Regions from separate parts of the Gossypium hirsutum genome. Here region 2 is linked to region 1. Evidence: chromatin contacts called from public Hi-C data. All regions are on one chromosome and are shown on one strand. The core of a region is the stretch at or near the end of the contact, and the rest is flanking DNA. Distances in the headings are between cores, read along the strand shown. Region 1 has its middle 21 kb from the start of LOC107952364. Region 2 holds the start of LOC107922941 (pre-mRNA cleavage factor Im 25 kDa subunit 2).

Evidence for each region. Hi-C and Micro-C count contacts between places; a contact is called where the count stands out from the background.
Region 2: a Hi-C map of leaf shows a contact between it and region 1, with 1.7 times the contacts expected there. The contact joins the promoter of LOC107922941 here to the enhancer-like site in region 1. A contact is called at or near these places in 2 of 34 Hi-C or Micro-C datasets (both in leaf).

Annotation. Positions count from the first base shown.
Region 1 is chrA08:63,612,806-63,617,565 of Gossypium_hirsutum_v2.1, reverse strand. No RefSeq gene overlaps it. Among protein-coding and RNA genes, the nearest start is that of LOC107952364, 21 kb to the right of the region's middle. Within about 2 kb of position 2,390, at least 1 of the 9 cell types and tissues checked has an H3K27ac peak or open chromatin away from gene starts, as enhancers often do. A contact at or near this core is called in leaf, where this site is marked.
Region 2 is chrA08:63,850,177-63,854,936 of Gossypium_hirsutum_v2.1, reverse strand. It overlaps LOC107922941 (pre-mRNA cleavage factor Im 25 kDa subunit 2), which reads left to right and starts at 2,684. Exons shown (of 7, transcript XM_041074466.1): 1 at 2,684-2,977; 2 at 3,553-3,589; 3 at 4,044-4,149; 4 at 4,268-4,341; 5 at 4,480-4,566; 6 at 4,663-4,760. The coding sequence starts at 2,697.

The DNA.
Region 1 (4,760 bases), core at 1,141-3,640:
TTTGGTCCTTAACATCATATTATACTAAACGGTAAATTCTTATTCAAATATTTTCTTTTTCTTTTATGAGAGGAAAATTAACTTTCTTTTTTAGTTGTTTTCATCCGTTCTTGGTATATTTAGAATTTAATCTATTTACTTATATTTTTAAAATTTTAATTTCTCTTTTTTTAATATTAAAATTCAGATAAATTATTAACATCATTAAAAAAATATTAGAATTTGTTTATATAATAATTTGAAATAAATACTCATTAGTAACATAATAGAGTAGCAGTAAAGGCAAGCATTCGTCTACGCTACGACGTGATGGAAATGTTCATAATTTGTTATTGTCCACTTGTCGTACGTACTGAAAGCTAAATTATTCATTTGTCTGTTAAAGTAATGAATTCTGAGTGTATGATTTACGACTAAAGAAACCACAATTGGCAAAAATATTATTGTAAAGCCAAGTTGCCAATTGCCCAAAACTGAGTCGCGCTACCATCACAATTATAATAGACAAATTGATTCTACCAAATATATATGTAGGGTAAAATTTTTTTCATCAACCAATAACATTAATTTTCGTCTTCTGACAGGCCAACATATCACATGATGGACAACATCATAGATTAGTTTTCACAATTTTAACCTATTGTGGGTCGATTCAGATTAAATAATGGAAGGACAAAAAAAGAAATTCAAGTTTAATGAAGCATGCAATCTCTATTAGAATACATGTTTGAGCTTAATGTATTTCTTTCTTTTCTATTCAAAATCTTATAATTATGTTTTGAAATATATAAAGGTGCTCATGAGCATGTATGATTTTACAATTTGCTATATTCATTATGATTTTTTTGGTCATATAAATATAAACATGGGTTATGTGGTTGATGACGGTTGACAATGGATGAGTTGAAAGTCGTAGAAGGTGGCTTTGTAATGTGTTAGGGAAGGAACATGAAGTCTTGGGGGAAACTACGTTGAGTAACAGTAGTGGAAGTCTTTCCCATTTCTTGATTGGTGAGAAATATTTATAGGTTCCCAATGTAGTCCACAAGGATATAGATGTCAAGATGCTTCTAGTAAGCTGTTGAGTCATGGGATCTCCCACATGTGTGGTTGAAGGCTACGCAGGGTTTTTTTTTTATAGATTGTCTTCTAAGTAGGCCTTGTTGTGATCTGATAAGATCCATGTGCAGAACATGGAAGAAACATTCCTTTGATAATACAAGGCAAGACATGCCTTCTGAACAAGGTGTTTTCAATAGACAAACCTATGTCTTTAAGGGTAGTTGACTTAATGAGATCCACTGTCGATTTAGCAAGGTTTTCCAGATGAGATAAGGACTCTAAATAAGTTCAATATCACGTTGCTTCATTGGTTGTACAGGAACACTAAGTTGTAGAATTCCCCCGTCATTGTACTGGACGATGGTAACAGTTTAACCTATAAACAAAAATTATATTCAAAATATAGCTTTAGCATTGGATAATCCTGGGTTGTAGCATAAGCACAAACGGTCATCGTAAGCTAAATGTGGCAAACTTTGCAACCAAAGAAGTTTCCAAATTTATGCATAGCTATGGCAACGAGACTATGACTATGAACATGGCAAAGATGGGATCTCCCGCATTAAGTTTGTAAATGCACATGTCATAGTGGCCCGTTGTTTTTTAGTAGTTGGCCATCTTGCATTCTAGTGCCTTACTTAGCGCAGCAAAACAACTCTTGTCAATTTATCACTTCAACAAATATTACATAATTAATTTGTTTTCTATTTTTTATATCAATTATTGATTAAATTAATAAATAATGGTAAAATATATTGTAATATTAAAAATAATTTAATTTTAAATTTTAAAGATATTATTGAGAACTAATCATGAAACACAAATTAGTCTTAAAAAAATTATTGCTTTGAGTTAAAAGAGTACTTTCATTCGTTTGGACTGATAAATTAAGGGTGAGTTTGGATGGGCGGTATGCTTACCTATTGTTAGTGTAAAAATAGTGGTGACGATGAAATTAGATACTAAAACGATATTGTAGCGTAAAACAGAAAAATAAACTAAATGCACTACACCGTATTCCACCCCATCCAAATCCGGAAAAACAAAAAATAATAGTAATAAATAATTTGTACTTTTGCAAATCATTGATGTTGTGATTTAGTAGCAAGAGGAGTTCATTAATTTAATAGTTCAAACGATTAGAGTAATGTGAATACATGGATTTTTTAGGTTAAAAATAGATATTTTCATTGATTTGTTAGGCGAAAAGAAAACGCTTGTTGGAGATGGCACAAGAATCAAACCAAGAACTGCCACGTGATGAGACCTTATTGATATTTACATATTCTGCTCTGCGGGACTACAATTGGGAAACGTGGTCCATTCAAAGCACATGTTGTTCTAATCAACTATTGCCACATTGACAATCTCTTGTGTCGAGATACCTTCTACTGTACGGTACTTATTGTAAGTTTCCATCGACTCCCTTTCAAAATTTAAAAAGGTTAGTCACCAAAAATAATTAGGGATGAGAAAAAAATCAAATCCAGCTATATATTTGGATGGACTATAAAATATAAATTTAAAAATTATGATTATTTGAAATCAAATTGAGTTATTTTTTATTTAAATAAAATTAATTTTAACTTTGTATTATATAAAATAAATATTTTATATTTAAAATAATGAAAATAATTTAAGTTTTTTTAAAATATTATTGTTTTTTAGAAATATTTATGAAAAAGGTTTTTGAAATTTTATCAAATAATATTCAAAAGCTATAAAATAAATCTCATTTTATCAAAATAAATTTAAAAAATCAAAACAAAAAAAATTATATGAAAAACCGAGAATTGAATTGAGCCAAATCGAATTATGATGGACGGTTCAAAAAATCTAAAAGATTCAATCGAACTGAATAGATATCACCCCTAAAAATAATAAATAGCTTATAAAAAATTTTGTAATTAGACACTGTATATTTTAATTCGTGTTCTAAAATACTGTAGATGGAGAAAATTTTGAACTAATTACAAAGGTCACGTGTCAACTCGAAAATATCATAGGTTAAAACGATGACATCACATATTGTATAATAATTATTTTATTCTAATTAATTTAAATTAAGAGTTTTATATTATCACTAATTAAATTTAATTAATTAAGTTATAATGTTAAATAATTATTCTATCTCTAATGAATTAAATTTATATAAGATAAATAATAAACAAAAGAGTTTAATATTTGTGGATCACTTAAATAAATAGTTTATATTTCATAAAACTCTCTTTTACTTGAAGAATTAACACTTCTACACATTCACAAGTTCAAAAATCCAGAAGTTCTCTAAAGGGAATATTTTGCAGACTTGAAACTCTCTCCAAAATCTCAAGAAATTTTGAACAACATCATATCAGTTCTAAAAAAAGATGTTTTCTAATCTTGTTCAACTAAAGATAGGAAGTAAAAACCAATTTATGAAGAAAACTACCTTTCGATTTTATTCAATTGAACAAAGGAGTTTTAAACTTATTTCAAGAGAAAGGCACCATGACACTTGAAATGAACTTAATGCTACCAAGATCAAGTTTAAATGACCTTTGGATCGAAGCTCCATCAAAGAAAAGAATCAAATAAATTTTCTTTGTAATGAAAAAATATAAAGAGACCATAACTCATAATTTCATATATAGAATTTCTTTGATTTGCTCCAAATTTTCAAGTCCTATTAAGACTTGAAACTTGTGTGTACAAATTTCTAGCATGCTCGGTGAGACAATATTTACTTTTCATCTTTTCAATCCAGAAGCCAAAGTTCAAATTTGCAAGATCTTTTAAGAAGATTATCAACAACAAACCATCTTGCAAGCTTGCTCGAGCTAATCTTGTAACCCATTTGACATTTATCGTTAAACATTAATGCCCCTTTTCATCCTTGTGGCACTAGATAGAAGACGAAAGCTCTTTTAGATTTATTCGATCATACTTCTTTAATGCTTAATGAAAATCCACTTTATGATGTTTATTCATCAACCCGTAACTTAGAAAAGTTTTTACTCGTAGATCAAGGGTAGCTTGTCAATTATCATTCAAGGAGAAAGTCAATCAAGCGGTAATTTCATTCCAACATCTCCCCTCAAACAAAAATTTGGAGTGATTCACCTAATCTTTGGAAGAATAAGTGGTGTCTCTAGCAAAGATCATGGAGAGTCTTGACCATATTGCTTTTAAGATAGGAAGACTTATTGGTATTACTAGGAAGAGGCCAATCAATGAAGAAGAAGTCCACCATGATAATCTACAAGAGAAGGTTATTAAATAATCCAATGCAGGAGTTGCTAAAGACTCTTACTTGACAATTTATGAAGTTGTCACTACATATCAACTTAAAGAAATCATCAAATAAGCTATTAAAGATCAAGTTGATCGTGCAACTCAAACTTTATACACTTACGCCTAGCCATGTTGGATCTAGTACCTTAAATATAGTATATTTGTTTTGTATACTTGTATTTTTCGAACAAATTGGTTTAATAAAAATATTCATTAATTACATTAATACCATTTGTATATTGTTATCAATGTTTTGGCATGCAAAGCAAAATGGAAGTAATATTGGCTCACTGGTTATATAACATTTAACTAATACTAAGCGGTATTTTATGGTCGAATTGTAATATGCAAACACAACTTGTATTAGTAGATAAAACTAATAAACATATCCTTAGTCTAATTTAAAATAAGCAAATCGATTTAAA
Region 2 (4,760 bases), core at 1,435-3,934, 240 kb before region 1:
AAATTAGGGCATGGGCTAGCTAGTACTCAAAGCAACGATCACAAAAATATAGAAATCATCAAAAATCGAGCAAAATACATACCTTAATTAAGCCACACAAGTTCCGAATGGTGTAAGCACTAAAACCATATTCTTTTATTTTATTTTCAGTTCAAAAAGATGAGAAATGATGAACCATTTTGTTATGTTTTATTATAATTAACTTAATTATATAAATACCATTTTAACCTTAATTAAAACATTAAGAAAACATTTAATGGTTGGCCATTTATGTCAAATTCCACTAATCATGGTCTAATTAAATCATAAGGACCTCACATTTAATAAACCATATCAATTAGACACCTTTATCATATAGAATGCAACTTTTTGCATTTTACGCGATTTAGTCTTTTTTTCTCAAATTGAGCTATTAAACGATAAAATTAACTAACGAAATTTTCACACATATATAGTCACATGCTGTAAACACATAAAATAATATTAAAATAATTTTTTGACCTCAGATTTGTGGTTCCAAAACCACTATTCTGATTTAGCTAAAATCGGGCTGTTACATACACCATTTTTCCAAGCATATACAATAGCTACAAGAGCTATTCGTGGATGAACCTCCTCCTACTAATGAGCTTAAGAGAAGAAAGCTTAAAAAGGTTGTTGAAGAAGAATTTAAGGAAGAGTAGGAGGAGGATGAGTAACCTTTTTCACTTAGTGTTTGAACATTCTTACCTTTCATTTTATATTGTCTTTCCTAGTAGATTAGTTAGTACTTTTATTTCTTTTTAGTTATTTTCTTTAGGTTGCATTTGTTTCACTGAAAATAGATCAATTTTCTAGAAAGTTTGATATTTTCTGGTGTTTGGACAATTCTAGGCAAAATATTTTTCGTTGTTTGACAAATTTTCTTGAAATCATTTTCTAAAAGTTGTTCTTAGTATAACAAACAAAACATAAATATATGTGTTAAAAAATATTCTAGTAGCATTTTCTTATGACAATCAAAATTTATGTTGTAATAAGAATAATTTTTATAATAATTAATATCATATATAAACTTAATAATCAACAATGCCTAATTAAAACTTAATTTAAACTACATATATTACATATATGAGAGTGGGTAGTGATTCATTAGAGTTGAAAGGAATAAATGAAGCTAATCCTAATTTAAACAAATACAAATATTTATATAATTTAAATATTCATATTTTATACATTAAAAAATTAATATTAAATATTTATAAATTGTAATATATTTATTAATATAAGTATTTTTCAATAATATATTAAGAATATTATTTAAATTTTAAAATTATTATTGTTAAAATTTATTAAAATAAAATTGTAATATTAAATAATTTGTTAAAATTATAAATTAGATTATTAATTTATTATATTATTGAATGCATGTTTAATAATATTGAACATTATAATATTTTATATTAATATTTTTAAACAATTTTCAAAGTAAAAATAAAAATAATATATTTCAAAGAAAATTATTATAAGAATATCATGCATGATTCAAGTTAATTTTTATACAAAATTAAAATTACATGTAAAAGGGCTCTTTTTTAGAAAATGGCTTATACTTTTCAAAAAGATAAATCAATTTACAAGAAAAAAGGGCTTATTTTTGTTGACTTATAATCATTTACTATTAACCAAGTTATTTTCTATGAAACAAATATAAAAATATATATAAAATATTTCCCGTAAATCATTTCCCATTAAACAAACACCTCCTTAATGTTTGTTTCGTGTATGTGTATCTATGACCTTTTTCAAATTGGAGAGAAAAATGTTGAGAAAGGAAAATGTGGAGTTAAAAATATGAGTGCTCGTCTAGGAAAATGAGAATGGTATCTTTTGAAATCGATTTATCCTAAGAATATATATATATATAAGAAATACAGTGGAAACCAAAAAATGCTATAAAATGTATGAAATAGCTCAAGTCTAAACCATTTTGCTTGTCATCTTTCTAATGGGGTGACATGGATCAAGCACACAAGAACCAGACAACTCAACTATTCAAACACTTTCTAATATTTTGAATTGCGCGTAATTCATCATCTCATTTTTAGCATTATCTCATCAATTCAATTCATTACTTTATATGAAAGTCCTTAGTGCTAGAAGCAATGTTGGAGAAATGGTAGTAGCAAGTGTCTCAACTTTTAGAAGAAGACGTCGCGACATTTGCCATTGACTTCTAATGCTCAAATGTGTGCCAAGGAGATACAGTGTTGCAAAATAGTGGAGTAAGTCACAATGATGAACCAATATTGTCGCGATTTGCGGTTTACTTAAAAGGTCAATGGAGGAAAGGGTGGACAAAAAAGATTTCTTTAATATTTTTAGGGTTTTGTATCAATTTTCTTTTTAGATTCTATTGTAAATACTTAGTTTAATTAGATTTCTAGTAGCTTTGTGTTGTATTTTCTTATATACCAATCACAATTGGACTTAGAGAGCAAGTGTAGGAAGATTGTACCTTGGGCAAAACTTCAATTTGAGATCACCATTATTAACCATTTTTAAACTCAAATCTTTTAATTTCCTGCGCTTAGTTGATGATGTTGATACGATGGACCTATTTGTAATGGTTGTATTAGAAAGGATTAAGAAGGAGCGGAAATAGCAGATAATGAGTAATGTGACATATCGACAAATGCAATGAGCCTAATAAACATATGCCCATTTTACAACAATGGTTAGGCCCTTTCCTGATTATTATCAATGGGCTTAACTCCTTAATAAGACAATATTCATTGACCTTTCCCACCCTTCTCTCTCCGTACCCACAATCGATTTTGCCGCCGGGGAAACAAACGTTTCGACTCGGAGAGGGAGAGATGGTAATGTCACCGGTGGTTAACACGTACCCTTTGTCCAGCTACACCTTTGGTACCAAAGAGCCGAAGATGGAGAAGGACACGTCCGTCGCCGATCGCCTTGCTCGCATGAAAGTCAAGTAATTCATTTTTTCACTTTCTTCATTTTATTCTTTGTATAATTTCATATTTTTTCAGGATTTTTAAAAACCCTAGATAAACCCCAATTTCCCTTTTGGCTCCTGAGAATGCTGACTTGAAGTTGGCTTTTCATGTGCTTAGGGTTCCTTTGTACTATTCTGTTTCAGAAATATGGAAAAGAAAATGAGGAAAAAAGGGCTAATTTTGAATTGCTTTGTGTTGGACTGTTCGAATTAGTTGAGTCGGTGGTCTTCGAAACCCTAGCTGCTTCTCGTTTCTTAGATCATGTTGGGATCTGGGGGCAATATGTAGTTCAAAACCTATTTACTGGTAGAAACCTTATAACATTTGAACTGAGATTTTGATTTTGTTTCTCGTATTTTAGACGATGTAAAAGTATTGACTTGGTTTTTGGGTAAGCAAAAGCAAGAAAACCCTTTTTCAAAAAAGAAAACAGGTGCCAATTACTTGAAGAATTTATCGTGGATGTCATTAGATTACTTACAGATTGGCATGTTGAAACTTTCCTTTATGAGCTTAAGTTAGTAATCGATTTTTTTTATTGGAGTTGCAGTTACATGAAAGAGGGCATGAGAACTAGCGTTGAATTTATTGGTATGTAACTGTACCTCTGTTTAGCCATTACATCATAATAACCAACAAGATTTAACCTTATAATGTTTATGCTTCTCTCTCTTTTGCAAATATGAGTGGTAATGGTTTTCACTCCTACTTTTCTATACACAGTAGTTAGCCCGTACATGTGTTTACATATGGCCATGATAGTCAACCTGGAAGAAATTTACAACTATGTCTTATGTGTATAAAGAGGAATTACATCCTAATACATGAAAGGCCCCTTTTTTATGGAATTTATATGTATATTTTAATTATCATTGTCTATGATAATATCTAAAGGAATTAGCATTCTCTTTGGCATTATGAGTTTATCTTGTACTTCTGCTGAACTTACTACTTACCATAATTTTTGTGTGGTTTACAAAAAGTTGGCTTCTAATTATGACCATTTTAATGTTTTTTTTTCCCTTCGATTGCTTATACTACCTTCTCATGCAGGTCCAAGAACATAATCATCCTCACATTCTTCTTCTGCAAATTGGGAACACATTCTGCAAACTTCCTGGTGGACGACTGAAGCCTGGAGAGAATGGTATCATCTTTTAACTATTTTCATTTTATGTTGTTCTCCTTACATCGTTTCTGCTGTGCTATTTTGGAGATTCTGTGTCCTTTGTAATACCTATGCTCTTATGTTTGTTTGGCTTCAGAGATTGAGGGTTTGAAAAGGAAGCTGACCAGCAAGCTTGGAGCTAATTCACCTGCTCTTGTGCCAGACTGGCAGGTACAGATTTTTGTAACTATCTTACTAAGATGACTAGTCATGTTTTCCTAACAATTTCCGTTGATCATTGTAATGCTGTAGCTTGGAAACATTTTCTTTAATTCACATTTCTCTCTCTTCCTTGTTATCTTGTTTCAGATTGGTGAGTGCGTGGCCATCTGGTGGAGGCCCAACTTTGAGACCATAATGTATCCATATTGTCCTCCCCACATCACAAAACCTAAGGTATCGTGTAGATGTTGTTGATCTTTTAGTTACTTGATGTTTCTATTTATGACCTATCCTGTCCTTTCTCAATCTCTGTTATTGATATGATTGCAGGAATGCAAGAAGCTTTTCCTTGTCCATTTGTCTGAGAAAGAGTACTTTGCAGTACCAAAAAATTTGAAACTTCTTGCTGTACCATTGTTTGAGCTTTA